Regions from separate parts of the Zea mays genome. Here region 2 is linked to region 1. The links are chromatin contacts, called in public Hi-C maps. All regions are on one chromosome and are shown on one strand. Each heading gives the region's core, a stretch centred on a gene start, on an enhancer-like site or on the middle of the called end of the contact. The rest is flanking DNA. Distances are from core to core; before and after follow the strand shown. Region 1 holds the start of LOC100283809. Region 2 holds the start of LOC103629954 (alpha-mannosidase 2).

Region 1 (7,773 bases), core at 3,342-5,841:
TATTCTCCTTGTCTGCCTCCCTCACATCAAAATTCTGGACCATACAACTCTTCAATAGGACATCCAAAGTGTTGAACTAATAAGAGCTACAAATGAAGCATGGACACAATTATTTTATTTGAGGAAACTCTCGATTGACACTACACTGGCAATTCTAGACTAAGCAGGTCCACCAGGTAGGAAACAACAAAATTACATTCTCAGTGATATGCAGTTATCATCAGATCAACTAATCATCACCAAGACAGCCAAACTTTAACTCAATCACTAATAAATGGGCATTAAGTCACGACTCTTTACTAAGCAAAGGGATGGAGAAGACAAATCAGTAAAGTACTTAGGAGGCTTACACACTGCTAAACTCTTACCTTGCCAGCATTAAACTATCCAATTGGGCTCAAGTTTAACATTTATAAACATATCCCATGACAATGGTCGAGCCAGTAAACTAGGGCAAATTTGCATGACCAGTAAGGCAGCAACCTTACCTACCAACATAGAAGAATAATAAAGCATGACAAAACCATCAAGGTGTACACGTTAGATGACTATTAAGCAAAAATGGAAATGACTACTAGTCCTATAGGAGTTTGTTGTACAAGGCAACACAGAATATACAATGAAACATAAACTCTATTGCTTTTTATGGTGTGGGGAAAGAAAGAAAGAAAGAGAGGATCCCCACATGATTCATTAGTTAGCAGAGCTGTTTGGCAGCATGGAAAACATGAAGTTCTGCAGTTCTGCAAAATATGATAGTGAACCCTATGTACCAACAACATACATAGCTTGTTCAAGTTATCTTGACATGCACTTAAGTTTTGTTAATCATAGCATGTAGTTTAGTCCCCATGGCCCTATTGTCCTTGTCTGACTCCCTCACACCAAAATTAATATACATGGACCACAAAACTCTTAATCAATAGAAAAAAAACGAAGTGCCAAATAAACAGCTAAAGGAGGCACACGTGCCCTTAAATTTGATGATATTTTTAACTAGCATCACCCTTGTAATTCTTGAGTCAAGAGGCCCATAAGGCAGTAAACACCAAATATACCATTCTCGTGTCATGCAGTTTTGCCATCACATGATTAACTATATGTGTTACCAAGACAACCAGATTTTAATTCATTCTTACTAAGGCCTTGTTCGTTTGTGTCGGATTACACCCGGAATCGTTCCAGCTAATCAAAGTTTATATAAATTAGAGAAGCAATCCGGTTAGGAATCGTTCCGACCCACCAATCCGGCACAAACGAACAAGGCCTAAGCCTTATTTCTTTACTAAGCAAAGGGATGGATGAGTCAAATGGGTAAAGTAACTATGATGGTTTACAACTTGTTACAGTACACGTAGTTGATCCTTAGTTCCTTACCTTGCCAAAATTAAACAATAATCTAATTAGACTCATGTCCAATACTTGGTACAACCAGTAAACTAGTAGAAATCAGCACTGTTGGAATTTGTGAAACCCTTGTTGTATTGCATAGAGGATGATTATATATATATATAGACCCAGAGGAAACCATAACCATAATGGGCCGACAGCCCAACAGTGGTGCCAGCCCACCTACACATACATATAGGAACAAACACTAACATCCCCCCACAGTGGCAACGGGAGCACCACAAATGATGAGACTAGAGCAGAAGCCGAAGGTAGGAGCGGACGGGTTGAAATCCCCCGTAGTCGCAGTGTGGTAAGGGTGCGAACGATGAGACTGGAGCAGAAGCTGAAGGTAGGAGCCGACGGGTTGAAATCCCCCCCACAGTCGTACCGACGTGAGGGTGCGAGTGTTGCGGTTGGAGTAGAGATTGGTGTGCATTCCAAGTAGATGATAGTTCCTGAATGCCGAGGTAGCTGAAGTCGAGGTGGTGGGCTGCTGTGGCTTGGAGACACCCAGCAATAGCCTCGTTCTTTGGGGGTCATCTTTGGGGGTCGACGTTTGAGCGTCAATGATCGACGGGATCACGGGACGACGCAAAAGGGACAACAACAGCCTCATGAGCCTTCTTGCTTCTTTCCGCGGCCGGTCGTCGAGGAGCCCCGCTAGGGAAGCCAGTGGCAACACACGCGTCTGCGCTGGTCAGGGTGGCCGCGCGACGACGGCGGAACAGAAGGGGCAACAGCGGATCCGGCCGGGAAGGCCACGATAGCGACGGATCCAGCCATGAAGATGACGATCCGACCAAAGAGACGGCAGATCTAGTCGGGAACGGCGCAACAACGGTGGATCTAGCCGGGAAGGTCGCGGCAGCGACAGATCCAACGTTGGCGACAACGAAGAAGGGGGCGGCAGCGGGTCCAACCAGGCAGGGACTGCACCGGATCTAACCAGGCAGGGGGACAACACCGATGACGGAAGAAGCTTGAAGAAGTGGGAGGCGTTGTGCTCAGGCGAGGCGTGGGACAACGCAGTGCCAGCCATGGCAGGGGAGAGGCTGGCCCTGGGCGCCAACATCCTGCTCGCCGGAGCAGGAAACATGGTGGCGGCGGCCATGGGGGACAGAGCACTGGCTGCCATGGGGGCGAAAGATGCAGCGTCGTAGGAGGCGACGCCGGTGAGACCCCAGGTGGGCGCAACCGCGACCAGGATGGAGTCAGGGGCTGGAAGCAGGCCGACGGTGCTTGGGAGAAGGGGCTCACCACCGACAGCGTAGAAGAGAGGGGAGGGTCACAATCGGCCGTCGACAGCACAACACAGATGGGGGGAGCCACATAGCCACACTAGAGGGAGAGGAGGGTGTCGGCGCGGTCCCTTGCACGTCGGTCGGAGGGAGCGAGTCGTGGGCCTACGCCCCGCACAACATGGTGGGGCTTGGAGAGGTGCCGCCACGGCCGGCTGCATCAGCATGTACCCAGGACATCTCGGCTCGGGCTCCAGCAGTTCCGACGCGGCCCGCCGCCCCGGTGGCTTGTCCGAGGAGGTCGAGGAAGGTAGCGAGGTCTCGGCAGGGAGCTCCACGGGGCGGGGCGTCGGGACCGTGGTCTTGTTTGGACGCACGATGACGAGCCTGCCCGACGACGCTGTCCGACGGTGGTGGTACGAGTAGCCCAACTCGTCGTCCTCTCGGTCCTCTACGGTGTCGGCTTCAGAGCACGATGGTGGTGCCGGCCAGGGGAGAGAGGGGAGGCTGGCAGCTTGAATGGGGGTGCCGCCCCCGGGAGGGAAGGATGAGTCTCCTGGGGACGACAGCGCGGTAACTGTGGGGAAGGAGGTCGGCGGCTGTAGGGGTGCTGGCGGCTGAGAGTTGGGAGGGAGAAGGGGTGAACCTAGCCGATACCATGTAAGAATTTGTGAAACCCTTATTGTATTGCATAGAGGATGGTTACATATATATAGACCTAGGGGAAACCCAAACCCTAACCCTAATAGGCCGGCAGCCCAACAGCGGTGCCAGCCCACCTACACATACATAACACACACTCTAACAAGCATGAACAGTAAATCACCAGCCAGAAGAAGAGTAAAGAAAGATAAGACAAGATGCAATCAGCTCTGCATTCTCTGAATAGGTCACACTAATCATACCATGTGAACAGTTAGGTAAAAAAGTGGAAGAACATTCTAAAATCAGATTAATAGTTGTTGCGTTAGAAGGTGAAATTCTAAATTCTCGCGCTTGTGTGTTTTGAACCACTGAACAATTGACATAAAAGACAGAACAGTGATGCATGCTACAAAACATAGTAAGGCCATCTTCTGATGGGCCATGTGTCAAATTCTTGTGGATATAATTCCCAATGAGAATATGTGAACTCCAACAAAGACCCATGGAATGATGGAAGTTGCTGGTTCTCACTAGATTATTAGATGCAAATATTTTGTTTTATCCTAAACACTAACTGTGGCGGGAATACCGAGGGTAAAATCAAATCCATCGGAAAGCCCTTTGCTCTGAAGTTTTAGGCATTTAGGAACTAGTATAAGCATTTATTACAGCAAACGAAACTACTGCAGAACTCATAAATGAACAATGGGGGCAGAGGGAGAGCCGAAAAACGTAGTACAGATTCTAAATAGCATCAATCCATGACAGATTTCACTGGTTAAGCAATCTGTGAATGGCTGCCTAAAAGTAACAAGCGGGCTATTGTCTTACAGGTGAAAGCCTGAAAGGGGAAAGAAGATGACGATTGTCGAAAGTGGAAAGTAAGCATAGGAACCTGGAGTAATGGAGCGACCAATAGAAATACTGGCAGATCTTCTCGAGGATGTTGGTGGGGATCTCTGGGAAGCGGACCTCGCCCTGGCGCGTCTCAGAGAAGCCGCCTGTGGGGAAGACGAGAGGGATGGATGTGATGCGAGGACGGCGCGCTGATGGGAATGGAAGAGGTGAAGAGTACCCTACCTGGGGATGTGAGCATGTTGCGGAGGGTGTTGGAGACCATGGCGGCCTTCCTGTCAACAACGAATTCGAAGCCCTCGGCGCTGATGAGCTTGACAACGCCTGCGGTATCGTCGTCCTCTTCGTCCTGGGGCTGGTGGTGCTCACGCGGCGGCGGCATCCTGCGACCTTGAGTGTCTGCGACGGATTGGTTTGGGGTTGAGGCAATGAGGCTGGTGACTGGTGTGGTTTGCTCTCACAAGTCACAAATAGCGTGTTGAATCTCCCGATATGACGTGGGCCATGTTTGGTTCAGCTGTGTTCTGACCAGCTTTTCTAAGAATCTGGCTGTGAGGATAATCTGGCTGTGGGAAGAATCTGAGTATTATTAGGATTATGTGCGGAGGAAGATAAAGATGTTCATAGGGCTCAGGATCTAGAAAGTGACGGATTCCTACTATTGCAACAACTCAACCGATTATATGTTTATATTGATTTTGAATAGTTTTTATCTAAACAAATTTTATAGAAGCTGACTGAAAAGCTGACGCGTTTGGCAGTCCGTAGCAACTTTTGGTGGCCAGAAGCTGCAAAAAGCTGAAACAAACTGGGGCATATATTGTTGGGCTGAGCCGGCTCAGTGATTTGGCGAGCTCGCCAATGAGGCTCGACTCTCGTGAGCCGGCTCGTGAGCTATCTACTCGGCTTCATAAAAAAAAACTAAACTACAAATAGAATAAAAAAAATGCAGCAATCATAGTCCATGAACAAATTGAAAGTTCATAACTATAAAATGAAATTATAGCTTGCTGCACAGGACACAAAGTCACACACCATAACTATAGACTGTAATTATAGTTTGCAACACAGTATACAGCCATAGAGCATTATATAATACCAAAAGTGTAGCTCATAATTCAAAGAAAAAACATCCAGCAGGCAGCATACACACAGAACCATAACTCCATAAGAGTAAGCTTGCTGGCTTGCTGTACACACACTCGATACTTCAATTCACTCTATACTCAGTCTCAGCATTCAATAATATCATACCTTCATTTCAGTCTGCACTATGCAGCAGCAACACACTCAACACGCCACTATGCCTGATCACCTGTCATGTGACCCCTATCCACCATACCAGGTCACCAATTCACCAGTATTGTACTCCCTCCGTTCCTTAATATATGTCGTCCGTTAGTACAAATTTGAACTATTAGGCGACAAATAAAAAGAAACGGAGGGAGTATAACACATCGTCACACTCACATAGTCACACGCCAAAGCCATTACTGCTTGTTGTTGCTGACTTGCTCCAATGCTCCTTGCTGGATGCATGGCTTGTAAACACTTGCCTGGCTTACTGTTGCTGACACACAGACACACACTCACACGATTGCTGACTGGTCGCCTGGCTTGCACTTACACCTGAACAAGAAAGCAGTGTGGGGCCTCGGCGAACAGGGTTGAAGGCCATGCGCTCGTGCGTCCGTGAGGGGCTTATCTTCGCTCCTAAGGTAGGATGGCAGGGCGCCTCGACAACCGGCAAGGAGGCAACCCTCTGCGCGGCGACGGCGGTGGCGTGCCCGGAGAAGAGAAGAAGCAGACGGCGGCACGCCTCGCTTAATCGGTTAGACTCAATCGTCTTCTTTATTTATCCTCTATATCTCTACATGTGTCTTGCTCTCCAACAACATTCTTTAAATCACGTCCTCTATACACAAATAACTACATTAGAGACATTTTTATTTTTAAATTTTTGTACATACATATTTGTCAAACTCTCAAATATATTGTACATATTTTAGTTTTGCTAAACCGGTTGTTTAAAGTATTCAAATGGATAGAGTGACTGTTTAGAGAAACTCTACATATAGAGAATTCAGCAACATCCTCTACATTTAGATGATCATTTAGAGGACGCCGTTGGAGAAAGTAGAGTATCATTCGATCCTCTATATTTAGGCTAGAGGAGCCTTTACAGACTCTATTGGAGAGAGCCTCAGGCTTAGGGTTTGGGCATTGGGAATTTGGGATTGAGCATAAGCTGTTGGGCCGCAAGGCCGCATCCTATCCCAGGCGTATCGTGCAAGCTCTCTACTCTGGTTGGCCAGCTCACACGAGCTCGGTTCAGCTCGGGGAATTTCTGAGCTCACAAAATAGGCTCGACTCGTTGCGGGCTCACGAGCCGAGCCTCGCCTCGCCGAGCTGCATCAAGCCCTAGCCATTTTCCTCCCTAGCTGGGTGCATCCGGTAAAGAACGGGACGATTGTACGTAGAGGTGTTAGACTAGCTCCAGCAACAACCTGTATGCGAATGCAGCCTTTTTCATGTCCAGCAGCAACCGCTAAAAGGAACTCTAAAATAGAGGACCAGCAAAACATCCGCTATCCATGGAGGCTCTGTTATCCGACGTTGGGCTGGTGTTGTGCATTGTACGAAACCACCTAGAACCAAGCAAAAGTACCTTTTTTCATTTTACCACTTTTTATGAAGAAATTTCACATTTAGCCCCCTAGAGGAACTATTCTCGGTTTTGGACCCTCTGCTCGGTGCCATATGCCCTAGCACCGAGGTAACACTGCTCTATGCCATGGGCTGTGGCGCCGAGCAGAGGTTCGCGCTGGCGCTGGCAGGCCGAGCTGGTAGCTGACGTGACACCTAGCTCGTGTCGTGCCAAAAATCAGATCGCCAAGCTAGGTTGTATTATAAATCTCCCATTCCCTGGCCAAGAGTCACACCCTGCCATTTCTCTCCCTTGTTTCCCTCTTCATTAATACCGCCAAGAGTTGCTCGAATCTTCGTATTCGAGTTTGAAAGCTTTGATTCGGTCCATATAGCTTGAAGACCAAGGTATGGTGTGTCACCGATTCATTTGTTATGCAATCATTTGGTATATATATTGCCTAGTATGGTTTCTTAGGGTTTGGATTAATTAGTTTATGGTGGTGAACAAATTGCTATTAGTTATGATTTCTAAGACATATTGTTGATATGGTGATAAAGGTTTCTTAGATAGTTTTTGAATCGTGGGTTTAGGGTTTTGAAGCTATGAATACCAGTTATTTATAAGTTGAAATCATTCATGGTGTATCTCTAGGGGTGTTAATATACAACCGTTTCGTAGATGGAAGACATGTATCGGGAGATGTTGTGGCAAAAGAGAGGTCGTCCTCGAGAGTAATATCGTGATGCATCTAGCAAGGATGCTCATGTTCCTCCTGATGTTCCTGTACCTAATTGTGATTGTGGCCCGCCAGAATGGTTATTTCAATCCAGTCATCTAGATACGGCTGCTCGTTGCTTCTACACATGCGGTCGTTTTAATGTATGTAGTTTTTCACATCGTTGTTTTGACTATTTTATAGATGTGTACTAATGTTTCGTTCCATTCTTGTAGGATCATGAGAGGTGCTTTTTTAGTGGATCGACGATCCTGATA
Region 2 (7,773 bases), core at 3,772-6,271, 200 kb after region 1:
TTGGTCTCTATATGGTGGAATTATGTCATTTTATAATCTCTGTTCGTTCAGTCAGTCGTTGTGAACTCTCTTTCTAATCGCTCACTTCATTGGTCGTGTTGTACCAATACATATTGCATAGAGTAAACAATAACATCGGTTAGCCAAATAAAATAATATTATACAGAGAGCAGAGACAATCAATAAAAAATCTTGAATTTTTTTGATGGATAGTTTACGTGGGTATTGCTGTAAGCCGTCGCAACGCACGAGCAACCGACTAGTAGTACATAATGTAACACTTCGAGGACCTTTGACAATAGAGGGCCCAAACAAAAATATCCAACATGAGATGCATAATTATAATTTTATTTATTTCTTCATTTTTTAAAAAAGAATAGGCCTTAATGATAAATCACAACTAAGCAAAATGTATTTCTCAAATAACAAAGGAACTACTTAACCCACTTGAATTAACATTTTAGGGTTTGCAAGTAACCGATGGACTTCGGCTTTTGCAGCTTTAGTCTTTTCATTCAAAATTTTGTGTAGCCTCTGCTTTTTGGGGGCACATCACAATTGTTGTGCGACTGACGCCGACAAGGTTTAAGGCTGACCATTCGAAGATGTCCTTATTATGTTTTTAGATAGGATAATAGCTTATCCTCCTCTATCTTGCTGAGGTCTCTGTTGATTAAAACATCTGGTTTGGCACTGAGGCATCCAAGGAGACTTTCTTGTCCTCTTCGTTGCTCTAGATCTGAGCCTTTATTGTTTCTGCTATTGCCGGACGAGAAATACGGGGTCCTCGATCTCAGTGGTGATACAATGCACATTACACTATCATAGGATGATGTCCCCTTTTTATATTGCAGGCAATTTATTGGTCTCTATATACAGTTATTGCACCGTGAGGGCCTAGAATTTTCATGCACATGTAGAGTCCGTGTATGGTCGCCTCAAGTTTGTTTATTAGCCCTATTCCCATGATGGCGTTGTAGGGGTAGACCATGTGAACTATGTCGAAGGTCACTTGCTTGGTCCTCGCACTAGGGACGGCACCAAGAGACAACAGTAATTCAATCTTGCCCAATGGGAATGTTCAATAGCCTCTGAAACCATACAAGGGGTTGTCAGCTGGCTGGAGCAGGCTATGGTTGATGCCCATACGATCGAAGGCGTGTAGGAATATGATGCCAGCTTGACTCCCGTTGTCGACGAGGACCTTGTGTAGGTCTCATCCTTCTATATTACAGTTTATAACCAACACGTCTGAATGGGACGGGCTGCCAAGGTCAACATCCCTTGCATCAGAGGTGAGCGGAAGATGGGGCCACTTCATCTAGACTACCAGGATAGTGATAACGACATGGTTCACCCTTCAGTACTCGGTAGTGATCCTTTTTCTATTGCTTGTTTTTGAAGTCTAAACTAGACCCTCCGGTAATGAGAGGGGTGTGTGGAAGTGGTAGCCTTTCTTAGTGTTGTAGTTTTGGGTGCTCGGGTAATCATTAGTTGTAGTTTTGTTGGTATTAGGGGTGGGTGGGTGTCCGTTTTCCTAGCCATGCGGTCCTTGGCCCCTTTGTTACCGGGTAATCTCTAGTTGAATGCCCCACGTCTTCGACGTGAAACACATAGTAAAACTTTCTTTGTTGTTGGGGGCCTCTCCCACAACCTCTACCTCTTGTTGCGCCGCCACCACGACCTTCTTGCGGGGGTAGTCATGACGGAGAGGGGGACTTTGCTTGGTTGTTGTTGGTTGGCTATGTTGTGTACTTGAAGCTACTAGTGGCCTCATTCTTGTTGACGGTGGTCTTGCTACTAACCCCTTGCCCACGTCTTGTTGGACTGCAGGGTCTCCTTTGGCTTGCGTTGTGACTCCACTTTATTGTATTGGAGCATCTCGAGTTGGGCGTACTTTTCAAAGAACCGGTACAACTCTTAGAGGTTAGATGGTGGGTCTCTGGTACAATGGCTGTATAGTTGACCCACACGAAGGCAGCCGATTGCATAATGGATCGTGATCTAGTCATCAACCGACGTCCACTGCAACTTCAGTAATAGAAATTTCTTGTAATAGTCATGGAGGCTTTCCTTTTCTAATTGCTTGTAGAGGGAAAGCTCGACCAAAGCATCTGTTTCAGGCTTGCAGCCTTGGAAATTGAGCAGGAACTTATCGTGAAGGGTCTTCCATGAGTCAATTGAAAGAGAGGCAGTCTTGAATACCATGTGAGGGTCGAGCCTTCAAGGGCAATGATGAACGATTTGGCCATGGTGTAATCGTCACCCCTAAGGATGCAATGACGATCTGGTAACTAATTATATATTGAGTTGGGTCTGTGCTGACATTGTAATTAGGAGTAGGTGTCCTGCTCTATAGTTGTGTGGCCATGGTTTGGCCTAGGGCTGTGCGGAGAGGGGGCTTCTCTCATCTAGAAAATCGAGACCTTGGAAGGCGATTTTCATTTGGGTTGGCCTATGGTAGTGATAATCATTCTGATTGTAGGCTATCGCAACAGGCTATTAACGGGGGTCTTCATGCTGTAGTTCTTTGATTTACTATTGCAGTGCTCTTGTTTTCTCATCTTCTTCTCTGATCAGTTGTCTGCTTTTGGCTTGCATGTTGGTTCTTTGCTTTTTTGCTATGAGGACCTCCATCTGTTTCTAGAGATGGTTGTTTATGAGGCGGTGGCTATGCAATATCAGTTGATCTTCTGCTAAAATCCCCAAGTCCTCGCCTACTTGTAGGATGTCTTCATCCTCTTGGGCTAGGGGGTGTTCCATAGGTGCGAACCTTGGTGGTGGGGTGTCAGGTAGGAGGCTATCAGAACTGGTAGTGTGGATGCTGTCCTCTGGTGTAGTCAGGTCGTCAGTTCGAGGGTGCTTGATGTTTTCCATGCTAGTCTCATTATTCTCGGCCGTGAAAGGCAAGGTATTGTCGACGAATGTGACTTTGCCTTTCTTAGCAGTGAGGGCTACCTTTGTGGCTTCGTCCAGAGAGGTGTTGGTCCTGATGATTGCTTTTTAGGGGCCATCGTGGGTGTTGTTCTTCGAAGCACAAATGATGGGTGCCAAATGTTGGGACAAAAATCCATGGGCCTAAACACTCGGGAGCGAAACATCAGGTGGCATGACAAACACACCCCATATGCAATGAATTCCTCAACTAAGTCCCGACCATTGTTCATTATTCTAGCATGGCGCAATGCAGCCTCATCTCGATCCTTCTCCTTGACTTCGAAATCCAGGAATGCGTCAAAGGCCTGGCACCTGCCTCCTCTCCGTGCCAAAGGAGACGTGGACCCGTTGTTCCTTCCGGTACGACGAAGTCAACCACCTTCGACCCAGTTAGGGCTTCAGGTGGTATTCGAAGAATGACCTCTTCGTAGGTGAGCACACCTTATTGTCCTCGTCGTTAGGGCGAGGGGGCGGAGCCCATGGTCTCCGAGGTCCATCTCTGCGCCCTCTCTTCTTCCCTGTTTGATTGGCCCTACGCCTGATACTTTGGTAGTAAATTAATATACAAGGGGAAAATGATCGAGGGGGTGTTTTGCCTTCGCTCTAACACTGCAATTGCATCAATATCTGCTTGCGCATACACACAAATAGAATTTATGTCCATGCTCGTGCCCATCGGGGTTTCAGATGGTTTTTGGATATCCGTCGGATATGATAGACATAATCATTTTCAACAATTCAATAACATAATTAATTAAATTTCTTCCTAAATCACCATCATACACAATTAAAAACCTAATAAAAGAATTATTATGGACATTCGGGGTACAACCAAGGGCACTGGAGCTTGGAAGGGACAACTGCCAGCGGTGCTGCGGTCTATGGGACTTGATAGGAGCCACGAGGCACAACGCACGAAGCCAACAATGCTAAAAGGGCGGCCAACAATGGGGAATTGAGAGCGTTAGGCATTGGGTTCATGAGGTTAGGGTCTACTCTTTATTGTGTAATATGAGTTAGCCAAAAAAACTATGGATCGATTGCGAATATCCAATGATCGGATAACCACAAGTGGGAGGTAATATCCTAATCCATACCTGCCCGACTTCGGATTGGATATGGGTCTGACCCATAGGTTAAAAATTGTATCCATGTCTAACTCCATCCGAATCCACTGATCAAGTTACCGTTCCTAGCTATAATGTGGCACCAAAACCCAGTAGCCATCTCGCAGCGCCAACTTAACGCCACACTGACGAACATGACACCCATATGTCAGTGAAGGGTTGAAGCACACCGTTCGTAATTCGGCTTCGTTCTGACTAAACTTACTCATCATAGGGCAAATGAGGTAAAAATCCTACTTTAGTCTCTCTTAGGCATCCATTGTTGACTAAAGAACTAAAGTTTAGGGGCTGTTTGGTTTGCTGCCTAACTTGCCACTGTTTGCCACGACTAAGGTTAGCCAAGTTTGACCAAGTTAGACATGTGTTTGGTTTGAAGCCACGGTTGTGGCAAGATTTTTCTCCTGCTATGTAGGTCCCACTTGTCAATGACGGGTAAAAGTGTGGCAAACTGTGGCGTAGAATTTGAGCGTCTAACCTTAGCCACCTTAGGCAAGTGCGGCATAAAATTATGTGGCAATGTTTTAGCACCATAGGTATAGAACCAAACAACCCCTTAGTCATCCACACGAGATTTGCCTTTTAGGGACTAAAAACGACTAAAGTTTTAGTCACAAAACTTTAGTGACCTAAGGGTGTGTTTAGTTTGACTTTTGGTTTAGGCTGTTACCCCATAAAAACCAAAAGCCAAACCAAAGGGATGGATGCAGGAAGCAGTTTTTTCTAAAAACCGGCTTTCTCGTAGTGCAAAACTGAAAGCACCCCTGGACCTGCTTTTAGTGGCTTTCAGATGGAACCGTGAAAACATATATCGAAGAACTTTTAACAACTTTAGTGGTTTCCATCAAACGATTTTTAGTTTTTTAATAGCTCACAACCTACAACAGCTTTTTACATAGCTCACAGCCTACAACAGCTTTTTTCATAGCCACAACCAAATCAAACAAAGCCTAGATTTTTAATAGCTTACAACACACAACAACTTTTATATAGCTTATAGTCTACAACAGTTTTTTTCACAACCACAGCCAAACCAAACAGAACCTAAACCAAACTGGACCTAGTACATAGCTCTTCCACTCACGAATCCCGACTCTCCAATCCCACCCGAATATTGCTGGGCTGGGCCGGGCCGGGCCGGGCACGGGAGGAAAGGCGCATCGCGCACCCACAGACCCACTCGAGACGACAGACGATCCCGCGCGAGGTCAGTCAGGCCACTCCATCCCGACCCCGAAACCGGCGGCGATGCATTTCTTCTCCGGCAGTGGCGGGGCCCGCTCCGGCGCGCTACTCCCCACCACCTCCAAGCCGAAGGCGCACCACCACCTCCGTTCCAAGTCCTCCCTCTCCGTGCCCGCCTTCTCCCGCCGCCGCGGGGGGCTCTACTCCGCGTCCTCCCCCTACTCCCGGCGCGCCCTCTGCCTCGCGGCGACGGCCTTCGCGGCGCTCTTCATCCTAGCCTTCATCCGTCTCGGTTTCCCCTCATCCCGCTCCGCTGCGCTGTCTTCCCCCACCCGTCGCCGCGCGCGCCTCACCCGCAGCCCCGCCTTTCGCCACCGGGACTCGGCCGCGGCAGCCGCCGTATCGGCTCGGATAGGACGCGAGGCGCCCGTGGATATCACGACGAGAGACCTCTACGACGGGATCGAGTTCAGCGACGTTGACGGTGGTGCGTGGAAGCAGGGGTGGGAGGTCAAGTACAGGGGCGACGAGTGGGACACCGAGAAGCTCAAGGTCTTCGTCGCGCCTCACTCGCACAACGACCCCGGCTGGATCCGCACCGTGGAGGAGTACTACCAGCGCCAGTCGCGCCACATTCTTGATACCATCGTCGAGTCCCTCTCCAAGGTCCTTGTGTTCTCGCCACTCGAGATTTGCTTTTGGGTTTTGGCTCTTGGTGCTCTTCTCCTTTTGACGATTGTCAGGACTCAGGATTCTGCTGTGGTATAGGATTCGCGAAGGAAATTCATATGGGAGGAGATGTCATACCTGGAGAGGTGGTGGCGCGACGCGACGCCCAAGATGCGAGAGGCATTCGCTAAGCTTGTCCGTGACGGGCAGCTCGAAATTGTGAGCGGTGGATGGGTCATGAACGATGAGGTGAGAGGGATGCAAAATTTTGTGGTTTAGATGGGGTTTAAGGAGTAAACCGTAGCTTCTGTCTCCTTGCTTTTGTTTTCCATTGTCATCCCAATATGCTATGCGTCCATCATCTGTCTAGGCCATGAACGAAATGAATTTCATTTCACGTTTTATTACCTGGCTGTCTAGTCGATTACAAATGAATTCCGCCGTGCTTGTAGGACTGATACCGAATTTCATTGTTTCTCCTTGCCCACATTGTGATCTCAAATCTTAGGGAGGTATGCACTTGATGCTTTTGATATGAATTGGTTGTAACTTATTTTGGTCTTATATCTCGTTGGTTTGTGTACTTGTAGTTTCTGTGCTTAGGAGTCGATTCAGGCCTAGTGTCAGGTGTGACTCTTGTGCTACATGGTCACTTCAAGCTTAGAGAATCTACAGATTCTGTGGGCAATTGAGCATTTACATGTTTTAAATAGCGGGCGATAAAATTTACCGGAGAGGCCTGCTCAGCTGCTATAGCCCACTATTTAGTACAATGGTATTGTAGCGACAACTGTTGTGAGCTGGTATAGCGCCACGATAGCCTACATGAACTATCGTGCCCGGATTTGTTTCTCTGGAATTTGCATATATTAGTACACATGTTAAAGAGATTCAACAGTCAGGGTTATGACTAAATGATCACACACAGCACCGGCATGTTTATTTTTTATTTCCTTTAGCATGTTGCTTCTGCTATGAGCTTGTTATTATTAAGCCATTCATTGTTCAACAGATATTGTGCTCTTTTATTCTATATCAATGAAACTAGCGTGTTTTATAACACTGTACTCTTTCTGTTGGTTTAATCTTTTCTAGCAAAGTATTTCATCATATTCATATTTCTCTTTAAAAGGAAGCTACATTGAATTCCCTTTGTTTCTCAATGCAGGCAAACTCCCACTACTTTGCCATCATAGAACAGGCAAGTACACGCCAAAATGACTATTTATACCCATTGTTTTCAAGTTGGACTACTTGCTGCACGTTCTAGCTGACCGACTTGGACGATTAATCGCGATTGGTCCAAATCGACTTGGACGACTAATCGCGATTAGTCGGACGACTTGAAAACAGTGTTCATACCTTTCCTCATTGGTAAATGTTGTGTCATGATTGTCTGTACTCTGTAATTGATGCGTAAACAAAGTGCATTCTTTATCTCTTTCTTATTTGGCATGCACCATGCTGAAAAACACATGGATCTTTACATATCAAAGAAAAAGGCGCTAAGAGGATGCCATATAGACTTGGTTTGATGCTATTTACTATTATTATATATTTTCTCATGTTTTTAAAAAAACTCGACCTGTGGGGGTAAGACAACCCTGGGCATTACATTAAGCAGACCTTCTCATGCATGTCAAGAAAACCATTAAACCTTGTCCCACTCATACACAACGGCATCGTAGCCCATGTGAGAACGAATGCGACCGGGGCCGAATCTTAGATCTGTGCTTTGGCGTGAGACAGACGAGGGGATTTTTTAACCCCAACCTGAAATTTGCTCCCAATGAGGGATAGTTTGGGAGCCAAAAAACCTGAGGAGATCAAAGGGGCTAAAATCCCCTTCCTATTCAAA

What was found. Hi-C and Micro-C count contacts between places; a contact is called where the count stands out from the background.
Region 2: a contact with region 1 is called in a Hi-C map of ear, with 2.4 times the contacts expected there. The contact joins the promoter of LOC103629954 here to the promoter of LOC100283809 in region 1. A contact is called at or near these places in 5 of 25 Hi-C or Micro-C datasets (ear, endosperm, leaf and 1 more).

What each region holds. Positions count from the first base shown.
Region 1 is chr6:126,043,739-126,051,511 of Zm-B73-REFERENCE-NAM-5.0, reverse strand. It overlaps LOC100283809, which reads right to left and starts at 4,591. Exons shown (of 3, transcript NM_001156707.2): 1 at 4,356-4,591; 2 at 4,171-4,276. The coding sequence starts at 4,512.
Region 2 is chr6:125,846,138-125,853,910 of Zm-B73-REFERENCE-NAM-5.0, reverse strand. It overlaps LOC103629954 (alpha-mannosidase 2), which reads left to right and starts at 5,021. Exons shown (of 4, transcript XM_008651052.3): 1 at 5,021-5,912; 2 at 6,015-6,164; 3 at 7,084-7,116. The coding sequence starts at 5,310.